Linked DNA regions of Mus musculus: all the other regions are linked to region 3. Evidence: chromatin contacts called from public ChIA-PET and HiChIP or PLAC-seq data. All regions are on one chromosome and are shown on one strand. The core of a region is the stretch at or near the end of the contact, and the rest is flanking DNA. Distances in the headings are between cores, read along the strand shown. Region 1 has its middle 12 kb from the start of Mir7078. Region 2 overlaps Pkd1l2 (polycystic kidney disease 1 like 2). Region 3 overlaps Cmip (c-Maf inducing protein).

The links. ChIA-PET counts read pairs in DNA pulled down with a chosen protein or histone mark. HiChIP or PLAC-seq counts read pairs in DNA pulled down with a chosen protein or histone mark.
Region 1: a BATF HiChIP or PLAC-seq map of CD8 T cells shows a contact between it and region 3, with 7 read pairs. The contact joins two enhancer-like sites. A contact is called at or near these places in 4 of 484 Hi-C or Micro-C datasets (bone marrow-derived macrophages, cerebral cortex, embryonic stem cells and 1 more) and 12 of 115 datasets of contacts at active chromatin or transcription factors (CD8 T cells, bone marrow-derived macrophages, effector CD8 T cells and 8 more).
Region 2: an RNA polymerase II ChIA-PET map of effector CD8 T cells shows a contact between it and region 3, with 43 read pairs. The contact joins two enhancer-like sites. A contact is called at or near these places in 1 of 39 promoter capture datasets (the 3T3-L1 cell line), 3 of 115 datasets of contacts at active chromatin or transcription factors (CD8 T cells, effector CD8 T cells and pancreatic cancer cells) and 1 of 9 other capture datasets (embryonic stem cells).

The regions. Positions count from the first base shown.
Region 1 is chr8:117,469,158-117,472,428 of GRCm38.p6, reverse strand. No RefSeq gene overlaps it. Among named protein-coding and RNA genes, the nearest start is that of Mir7078, 12 kb to the right of the region's middle. Within about 2 kb of position 1,983, at least 155 of the 459 cell types and tissues checked have an H3K27ac peak or open chromatin away from gene starts, as enhancers often do. A contact at or near this core is called in CD8 T cells, bone marrow-derived macrophages, cerebral cortex and 1 more, where this site is marked.
Region 2 is chr8:117,072,890-117,076,480 of GRCm38.p6, reverse strand. Pkd1l2 (polycystic kidney disease 1 like 2) reads left to right here. Exons shown (of 43, transcript NM_029686.4): 4 at 247-357. Among named protein-coding and RNA genes, the nearest start is that of Pkd1l2, 7.8 kb to the left of the region's middle. Within about 2 kb of position 1,665, at least 101 of the 459 cell types and tissues checked have an H3K27ac peak or open chromatin away from gene starts, as enhancers often do. A contact at or near this core is called in CD8 T cells, effector CD8 T cells and pancreatic cancer cells, where this site is marked.
Region 3 is chr8:117,285,895-117,289,572 of GRCm38.p6, reverse strand. All of the region lies in intron 1 of Cmip (c-Maf inducing protein), which reads right to left. Among named protein-coding and RNA genes, the nearest start is that of Gm51554, 27 kb to the left of the region's middle. Within about 2 kb of position 1,447, at least 95 of the 459 cell types and tissues checked have an H3K27ac peak or open chromatin away from gene starts, as enhancers often do. A contact at or near this core is called in CD8 T cells, bone marrow-derived macrophages, cerebral cortex and 3 more, where this site is marked.

The DNA of each region.
Region 1 (3,271 bases), core at 734-3,233, 180 kb before region 3:
AGCTAGTACCTCCAGGTGTTCATCTGTTCATTTAGAGGTTTTTAAAGGATGTGCACAGACTAACCGGCTGGCAGACACTGTGCCTTCAAGAGACAGAAGTGAACTCCTGCCAGGCTGTCCCTGCCTGACCAAGGAGAAGAAGTGTGTTAAGCAGTCCTGAGCACAGAGAGGTAGCTGTGGTCAAAACGCCCATTTTCAGGAGCTAGAAAGCTGGTAGCTGGTGGCAGGGGGTGGGGGTCACACCGATTTCAGGGCAGAAGCAGATCCCTTTAATCCCAGCACTTGGGAGGCAGAGGCAGGAGGATTTCTGAGTTTGAGGCCAGCCTGGTCTACAGAGTGAGTTCCAGGACAGCCAAGGCTATACAGAGAAACCCTGTCTCGAAAACGAACAAACAAACAAAAACAAAAACAAAAAAATCAAAAAGGGGCGATCGATCCTTGAGACACTGCAGGAGTCTGAAGAATGCTCACAGTAGAGGATTTGGGTCGGGGACCCAACTCTTACCTTGTCCCTGTTCCACAGTGATTGTCAAAGCTCACACCTGGGCCACCACTGGAACAGCAACCCCAAAAAAAAAAAAAAAAAGCCACAGTAACCAACCAGGGTCAAGGGTGACAGCAACGGGAATGAGAGAGAGTACTTTATCCACCCTCACACCCGGGCTGGGGAAGAACCAGAGAGGGGTAGTTCAGAGGAACACATCTGAGATAGAAGCCTTCTTCAGCAGTCGTTAAGAAACTAGAAAGAAGGCTGGGCGGTGGCAGTGCATGCCTTTGATCACAGCACTCGGGAGGCAGAGACAGGAAGAGCTTTGTGAGTTCAAGGCCAGCCTGGTCTGCAGAGTGAGTTCCAGGACAGCCAGGGCTACACAGAGAAACCATGTCTGGAAACAACAGAAGGAGACCAGAAAGAAGGACATGACAGAACTACCGCCTGGGGGGTGGGGGGTAGCTCAGCTCTCGCTCAGTGTCTACAACCTGGAAACTTTAGGGCTCTCCTCATTCCCCTTCAAGGAGCAACCAGCAGGGGGCAGCCGAGCCCTAGCACTGTCCCTCCTCCACCCTTTCCATCTGCTGGCTGCTGTTTTCTGATACAAGCATGGCCCACAGAAATATTTGTGGAGCCCTCAAATGTGGGGCAGGGCAACACCCCAGCACTCCACTTCACCCAGTGGAGGAGCCTTGCCCAGATCTAGTGAGGGAGGAGGGCAGGCAGAAACCTCTTCTACTGCCCCCTCCTCCTTCCTTTCCTTCTCTCTTTGAGACAAGATCTCTGTAGCCCAGGTTAGCCTCTAACTCACTAAGTAATGGGGAATGACCTTGAACTCCTGGTCACTTTTGCCTCCATCCTCCAAGTGCCGGGGTTACAGTATTTATCGCCTTACCCAGTTCTATCTGGCACTTGGGAATGAACCCAGGACTTTGTGAAAGATAGACAAGCCTTCCACCAACTGAGCTATAGACCTAGCACAGAATTGGTGCTCTTTGCCCTCGGCTGGACCCTTCTGAAGGAGGAGATCTGCAGAACGCCCAGCTCCTGCAAGGATACTACAGTTCCGCACTGTAGATTCTAAGATTACAGTTTCTAGACCCCAAAGCGGGGGATCCAGGTTCCATCTCACAGAGTTTCCCGTCCTTCTACCTTCGAAGCCAATGCAAGAACGCAGCCACATCTGAGACCCAGGGGCGGGCAGGCAGGGAGCCCTCCTGGTCCTGGCACCCTGACTCCTCCTCCCTGCAGGAAGGACTGTGCTCCGGGCTGAGCTGCAGCCTGTGAGCCTCAGCCTACTCTGACTGCTACTGCCCTCCTTCCCAGCCTGGTGTGTGTGTGTGTGTGTGTGTGTGTGTGTGTGTGTGTGTGTGTGTGTGTGTGTGCGCGCGCGCGAGCGTGTTGAAGGGGGGAGCTCTGCAGCAGCTGCCTCCTGTAAGGGAAACTGGGTCTCCATGGTAACATTGACGTCAGGGGCCCAGGTTGGGAATGAGGCCTCCCGCCCCCAGTGGCCAGCTCAGCCCAGCCTCAGCCCTGATCTGCAGCAGCTGGGACCCCGGAGTGCTGAAGCCGCCGGCCTTGCCCTCTGATCTGACCCATTAGGGGATGCGGGGATGCCAGCGGCCCTCGACAGGTGCATGCATCCCGGTGGACCTTGCTACCTGTCCTCCTTTGGCAGCCCCCATTTTGTCCTCAAAGTGCCCTCAGCTGGTTGCTTGCTTAACAGACCCTGCTTCCTGCTCCATTTATCATCAGCCCCCTCCCACAGCGCATGTGCACTTAATGAGAATGGGGAAGAAGGTGCCGGGAAGGCAACCATTTCCCAGCTTATCATTTAGCGCACACCCCACTCTATACCCGACCCCAGTTCATTGTTCTGGGATAAAGATCCAAGAGGCCTTAGTTAGCCCTTCCTCTGCTGTGCAGATCTAGAGGTCTTCCCTCCGGTCTCTCCAGCCCTTCCCAAAAGCCTGGCCCTGCCTAAGGGTGTCCCGACATGCTCTCCCTCTGCCTGGAAGACTGGTTCATCTCCACTCTGGGGAGTCATTCCCAGAGTCTTCCCGTCTGGACTTAGGCAGCCTCTGAACCCAGGCTCCTCTCAGAGGTCCTGTGCCTTTTATCCACTCTCCTCATGGCTGCCTCCTCACTTAGACTGGGTGGGGCTTGAGGTCACAGATGGCTTGTGTTTTATACGTTCCTGAGTCCTTGAGGTGCCTGTGTACAATAGATGTATATGCTCTCTCTCTCTCTCTCTCTCTCTTTCTACACACACACACACACACACACACACACACACACACACACACACTGGTGAGATGGTTCAGTGAGTACGGACATTTGACCCCAGGTCTGGCAGTCTGACTTTTATTTACTTATTTATTTTTTCGAGACAGGGTTTTTCTGTGTCCCTGGCTGCCCTGGAACTCACTTTGTAGACCAGGCTGGCCTCGAACTCAGATATCCACCTGCCTCTGCCTCCAAAGTGCTGGGACTAAAGGCGTGTGCCATCATGCCCGGCTGACTTTTTTTTCTCTTCTATCTTTCTTTCTTTCTTTCTTTCTTTCTTTCTTTCTTTCTTTCTTTCTTTCTAGATTTATTTATTCTATATATGTGAGTATACTGTAGCTGTCTTCAGACACACCAGGAGAGGGTATCAGATCCCATTACAGATGGTTGTGAGCCACCATGTGGTTGCTGGGAATTGAACTCAGGACCTCTGGAAGAGCAGTCAGTGCTCTTAACCGCTGAGCCACCTCTCGGGCCCCAGGCCTAACAATCCCC
Region 2 (3,591 bases), core at 416-2,915, 210 kb after region 3:
GCTGTCTGGGGACTGGGGGTGTGTGCGTAATGTGTCTTGATGGCTAAACAACGACATAGGCATTTAACTATGTCACAGCTTAGAGCAGGCCTGGGTGGTTTTCCTGTCATCTTAGCTCGGGGTCTGTGGGTGTCATCAGGCATTTGATGGGCGAGGGCTCAGGATATGAGTGGATAAGGTAACATATCTGTGATGATCTGCTGAGTGTATGTCCTCTCTCCCATGCTGTTCCTGTCTGTCTCCTAGGCCAGTGTCAGGGGCTGCAGGCATGCCAGGTTGCGGTAGATGGGACCTACTTTGGAGACCCGTGCCCCACCAGGGGTAGCTACCTGTGGGTGCAGTACCAGTGTCTAGAAGGTAAGTCTCCAACTGGGTGGGCGTGGGAATTTTCTTATTTCTCTTGTCTGTCGGCCTGAAATTCTCCTCCCCAAGTGACACTTCCCCGATAACAGCTTTCCTGTAGCCAGACATCTCTGTCTCCTGGTGTGTGTGTGTGTGTGTGTGTGTGTGTGTGTGTGTGTGTGTGTGTAGACATCTATGCCTCCTGGCCTGCTCTCTTGGAGTCATTTGTGTGTGCACACACACACATGCACACACACACACACACACACAATTTCTTTTAAAATTGATTAAAAATATTTTTATTTTATATGCATGAATGCTTTGCCTGCTTGTGTGTATGGGTGAAACACACACGTGGTGACTGCGGAGGTGAGAAGAGGCTGACAGCTCCCCTAGAATTGGAGTTACAGATGCCGTGAGCCTCCGTGAGGGAGCTGGGAACTGAACCCCGATCCTCTGCAAGAGCAACAAGCACCTGACCACTGAACCATCTCTCCAGCCCGAAGATTAAAACCCTAAAAGTCATGAAATAACCCACACTACCACCACTTGTAAAAATGTCGTGACATGTTTGCAGACATGACTATGAGTGAGTATATATGCATTCTGAACTAAAACATAATCATTTGAACAATATTAATCTATAGCCTGTCTTTTCTTTTTTTTTAAAAAAAGATTTATTTATTATATATAAGTACACTGTAGCTATCTTCAGACACACCAGAAGAGGGCATCGGATCCCATTACAGATGGTTGTGAGCCACCATGTGGTTGTTGGGACTCAGGGCCTCTGGAAGAGCAGTCAGTGGCCTCAGGGGCCATTTCTCCACCCCTATCTTTCCTTTTTCATTTGTAATATATCCCCGACATATCTCTAAGTCACTTCCTTACATTTTGGAGGGAAGAATGGCTTGGCTCTGTGACCCAGAGTTTAACCAGGGTCTTGGGTGCGAGCATGGCTGTGACGCTGTCCACTGAAGCATGGGCACTGTGCAGCGGTGGCCACACCACACTGGAGACAGTGACCCCCCCCCCCTCAGCCAGTAGCCTTCCACTGCCCATGGCTCCCTAGTGAAGGATAAGGCCCTATGAGACTCCCCCCAGTCTGTGGGGGACTTATGCTTGGCCTCAGTACTGTGTAAGCAACAGCCACAGTGCACACTTATCTTGAAGCGAACCTGGGATTCTTTTCAGAGAAGATATTGCTAGCTGTTAGCTAAGTGCATCTTAAGTGCCGCTAGACAGCACTAAATTACCCTCCCGAGGAGTTGCATTAATTCACTTTCCTACAAAGAGTACAGACGCCAACTTCCCTTAAGGGTGAGGCAAAGCTCTGTGCCATCCTGTGACAAATGACTCAGAAGAGCCACTTCTGCCCAGGGCATGAGCCATAAGGACCTGAGGGGAAAAGATGAATCATTGTGGGGAGGGGGTGTGAGGAGGGAGAGGCTCCTAAGGACATTGTGGGACAGGTACAGGAAGGGGAGGGTGGCAGCTGACAGGCTTTACCAGTGCCACTCGTTTGCTGGTTGTGCCTGGGAGAAGCAAAACCAGGGGTGATTCTCCCTCTCTTATTGTCTGGGAGGAGCAGGTCATATGCCTTGGCCCCGACTTTGGTGGCTTTGCTAGCAGACAAAGCGTGTCTTTTGGAGATCTGTCAACCGCAGTGTCACTGAAGTGTATCACTTAGGGCAGAGAAGGGTGTGGCAACCACATTTCATCCTGTCCCTGTGAGCCAGTTTGTTCTGATTAGAGCTGTCCTCTGACTCATGAAGAGGGACCAGAGGTCCCAGCTGCACTTTGAGCACCCCCTCACAGCTGAGGTGAGAGTCTGATGGTGACCCCCTCACAGCTGAGGTGAGAGTCTGAAGGTGACCCCCTCACAGCTGAGGTGAGAGTCTGATGGTGCTCTGCTTCATCCAGAGAGTCTTTTGCTTCCAATTTAGCGCCCAGGCATGGGAAGGCTGCAGTAAGCAGGTTTGCACAGGGCTGTGTGGAGCCCCAGCCAGTTCTGCTTGTCTCAACCCACCCTACTCCAGTTTTTGAAATTCAAGGCTTACAATGTTTAATATGAACCAGTTTACAGCAACTCATTTGCCACTTTTAGCCATTCTTTTGTTTGTTTGTTTTTTGTTTTTGTTTTTCGAGACAGGGTTTCTCTGTATAGTCCTGGCTGTCTGGAACTCACTCTGTAGACCAGGCTGGCCTCGAACTCAGAAATCCGCCTGCCTCTGCCTCCCAAATGCTGGGATTAAAGGTGTATGCCACCATGCCCGGCACTTTTAGCCATTCTTAAAGGAAGTTTTTTGGGGGACGGGGGTGTTGTTTGTGTTAGTAGTTTTAGCCATTATAAAATAGACTTGGGGACTGGAGAGATGGCTCAGCGGTTAAGAGCACTGACTGCTCTTCTGGAGGTCTTGAGTTCAAATCCCAGCAACCACATGGTGGCTCACAACCATCTATAATGAGATTGGATGTCCTCTTCTGTTGTGTCTGAAGACAGCTACAGTGTACTTACATATAATAAATAAATCTTTTTTTTAAAAAATAGACTTGGATAATTGGTGTCCCAGGTAAGTAAATTAAGGTGTATTATGAAGCTGTTAAACAGAAGAGCACAACTCTAGGACAGCCACAGACCAATCTCTGTGATGCATTAGGTTAAAAAATGCAAGGTGCTGGGTAGCAAACATGGCCCGCACCATTTGTCCATCTGTGCAAATAGAAGAACATGTGTGTTTGGGTGTGCTTGTGTGCCTGTATCTCTCTAAGAAACAATCCAGGATTATGGTGACAATGACTGCCACTAGTCATCAGAACAGGGGTCTTGAGGTGTGTGTGTGCTTTCAGAGGCTGGCCTTGATGTGGTGGAGTACCTGCCTTGTATGTGAGAGGTCCTGGCTTTGATTGCCCAACACCACAGATATCCAGGCATGCTTGTAATCTCAGCATTCCTGAGGCAGAGGCAGGAGGCTCAGAAGTTCAAGGTCTCTGGAACTATGTTTTGTGTTTGAGGGTGGAGATATATAGATCCTGTTTTTTTAAAAAAAAGTAAAAATTAAAATGAAAAACATTTAAAAGGTCAGAGAGGTGGCTCAACAGTAGAGGCTCTTGTGACCAGATGACCTGAGATCCATCCCTGAAGCCCACATGGCGCAAAGAGAGAACTGACTCATCCAGGTTGTCCTTTAACCTTCACACACACATGCATGCATGTTCATGTATGTGCCCCACACAATAGGTAAGTAA
Region 3 (3,678 bases), core at 198-2,697:
ACACACACACACACACACACACACACACTTCACCTCCCATTCTCTCTCTTGAAGTCCCCTTATTCCAAACCTCACAGCTAGTCAGCCCCAAGAAACCGCACATCTGAGGAAGAACAGTAACAAAAAGCCCCTCCCTCACCAGCCCTCTATGCTGAACACAGGCAGACAAGAGCCTAAAGTGATGGCCAGGACCCAGACCTTCCCAAGCCCCTCTGAGCCAGCCAGGCACACAGGCAACCTCCCAGCTCTGAAGAGTAGATCTGGGAGTCACAATCACCAGCCACCTACACAAACTCAGAATCAGCGGCTGAAACAGCTCCAGGAGGAGGCAAAACCCAGAGAGATTTGTGGAACCCACAGTGCGGTCCCACGGATCAGTCACGGATGGGTGAGTCACTAGCCACGCCTCTTGCCTCCACTCCACCATCCACTTTGGGGGATAAATGGAGTGCGCATTTCAGGGCCCGGGAAGTAGATTTTCCCAGCATGTACTGCGTTCTCTCTTCCATTTCTAGCACTACTCAAGAGGGTACAAAGTATCACCAACGTGATACTTTGCACGTGCCTGTAATTGCAACACTGTAGAAGCTGAGGCAGGAGGATGCTACATCCAAGTTCAAGGCCAACCTGGGCTATAGAGACCAACTCTGTCTCAAAGAGGAAAAAAAAAAACACCATATTAAAAAAATAAAAAATAAAATAAAGATCTCGGAAGCTGGAGAGGTGACTCAGTGGTTAAGAGAAGTGGCTGCTTTTCCAGAGGACCCAAGTTCAATTCTCGACACCCACATGACAGCTCACAACCGTCTGTAACTCCAGCTCCAGGGATCCAATACCCTCACACAGACATACACACAGGCAAAACACCAATCGTGCATTTAAAATAAACGTTTTTAAAAGTCTCTTTCATCCTCTGCAACTCGCCTGTGTCAAGAGCGTCCACATGGCTAAAGGCAAGTAGCTTACTGTTCTCAACAAAGCATATCTAAGAGTACAGTAAACGTGCCCACCTTATTCCCACTGGCTAGGTCTCAAAAGAGCAAAATAAACCAGTATGGGCCCCCACCCAGTCTTGAGGGACTAACAGGAAGCTGGAGACACAGAAATCACCTCAGCTCTTCAACACCCAGTACCCCCCCAGGCTGCACCCCCACTTTGGCCTATGGGCTCAAGGAGCTAGCTATCCAGCAGCAACGGCTGCATTGTCACCAAGGGGCTGATGCATTTCAGTGGCCAACACTACTGACCACCCACTTCCTGCAGCTTAGTCTAAGCATTGCAAACTTAGCGAACAACGGACCATTTGCACAGGAGGACTAAGGCAGACCACCAGGTCACCGCCCTTTCTCTTCAGTCACCCTGACTTGACAGGCATAGAACATACTTCATTCGGGCTTGCTTGATGACCTTCAAGAAGGAAGTGGTTTATTAAACCCCGCTGCCAGGCAGGAAGAGGACAGTCAGTGGCTCGACCAGAGTGACGTCAGACTAAAAGGCAAGACTCCTCATCTCGGGGGAGGCCTAGGATCAGGGTTTGTCAGCTACTGGGTGACTTTGTGACTTTGGTGTGCAACTCAAGTGGGGAACTGTTGCTGTTGGAAGCCACCAAGAAAGTCTGGGGCTGAAAACAAACAGGTCTTCTGGCTACAAGGAGGTATGTGCGGAGGAAGAGGGTGACAGCAACATGTCCTAGGAAAGCCACGCGAACAGGGAACGGGAAAGCAAGAGTCACCCTAGATGGCCGAAGAAAGAACTCTGGAGTCTTCTAGCCCTTTCTAGAGACTCCTTCGCACAGAACCTCACCAATATTTCCAATGTCTGCATCACTTGCCCATCTACCGAGATACCATCAGGGCTTTTAATCCACAGACCACAACAGAGATCTAGAGCATACCATCACCATCTGTTCCCATGGTCCAAGGAAGAGGGAGTCGGCTTCCCCCTTAGTTTCCAACCAGGGACCCTCTCTCCATCAGAGACAAGATGGAGTTCAACTCACAATTCAGTCCATGCAGGGGGTGGGGGTTAAGATAACGGGTAGCCGTAGCAAACAGAGCCCAATACTTAGGTCCAAACCAGGGCTTTCTGGGTGTCCCCAAGAAGCCAACACAGGCAGCAGCTGCTTCCTGGTGTCCCCTGAACTGGTCCTGAGGCCAGCCAACAAAACCAAAGCCAATTTTGCCAGAACTTGACCAGGAGAAAAACAGTTGAGAGGTCCTGGGGAAAATTAGCCTGTTGGTGAGCCCCAGGGTACCCTGGAATCAGGGTTGAAGAAGGTGAAAGCCTGACATACCTTGTCAACTCACTGACTTGAGGCACGGGGTGTCTGCTCTGGCTGCCATAAAACCCCATGGCTAGCAGAAGACTCAACATACAGTAGCTGCTCAACAAATATCAACTGGTTGATTCTCCTCGCAATGGCTAAATACAGAACAGCGATACCGGTAGGGACCAGACACAATACCTTACGCGGAATTCGGGATGTCATTGGTTTAAGGAGAGAGAACTGGGTAGAAAGAGGCATGCCAAGGATTCTATCTACTCCCTTCAAGTTTGCATCAGGATCTCCATTCACGGGACAAGCTGGACAAATCTAGAAGCCATTTGTAAGGCACTGTGTCCAGTCAATAACAAAAGCCATAGTGACACACTCACCCCACCCCACCCCACCCCCGCCACCACCTCCAGAGACCAGTGATTTCGAGGATGGTCCCCAGCCTATACGTGTGGGGTCTTAAAAGACCTTAGACTACCTAGCCCAGGCCCAGTTCATGCACCAAACCTCCAGCCACTCTCCTCTTCTAGTCCCCTCCCATCACATCAGCCTGGCATTCCTGGGAAAGACCAGCAAAATCCTGACCAGGAATCCATGATGCGTCTCACCAGCAGAGAAGCAAGAATCCCAGCACAGTGAGAAACTGAGTGAGGCTACCCTCCCTCCACTGCTTGTAAACCCGACATCTTTCTAGTGTCGTACCAGAAAATGCACAGGGAAAGGACATATCCCAATCCCCTCGCACAGCAATCTTAACGGATTCAGGTTTCACTTTATTAGACTATAATCCCATACTAGACATCTGCAGAGCCACTCAATAATCTCACTTATCAAAAGAGAGGAAGGGGCCAGACTGGAGAGACAGCACAGTGTGTAAGAGTGAGTACTGCTCTTGCAGAGGACGCCAGTTTGGTTCTTTGCACTCATACTGGGTAGAATGCTTGAACTCTGGCTCCAAGGTATCTGATACCCTTTTGAACTCACGGGCATCCATACTCACGACCATACATACCCATATACACATAATTTAAAAATTAGGCAGGGAGAGGTGGTGCGGCAGTTAAGAGCAGCTACTGCTGTCCCAGAGGACCGAGGTCTGGTTCCCAGCACCCACACCAGGCAGCTCACAATCCTCTGTAACTCGAGCTCTGGGGAATCTGCCATCCTCTTCTGGCCTCCGTGGGCACTGCACAGATGTGGTGCACATACACAGATACAAGCAAAATACCATATATGTACAATAAAAACAAATAAACCTTTTTTAAAAAATAAATACTTTGAAAGAGGGAAACAAGAAAAAAAGATTTAACGGCCCTTTGAGATGTAATTTGATATTATAACAAATTGTATCTATATGGGTAATGCTGAGACAGTTGTGACTCTCCCTTGGGAAGTGTGTATCC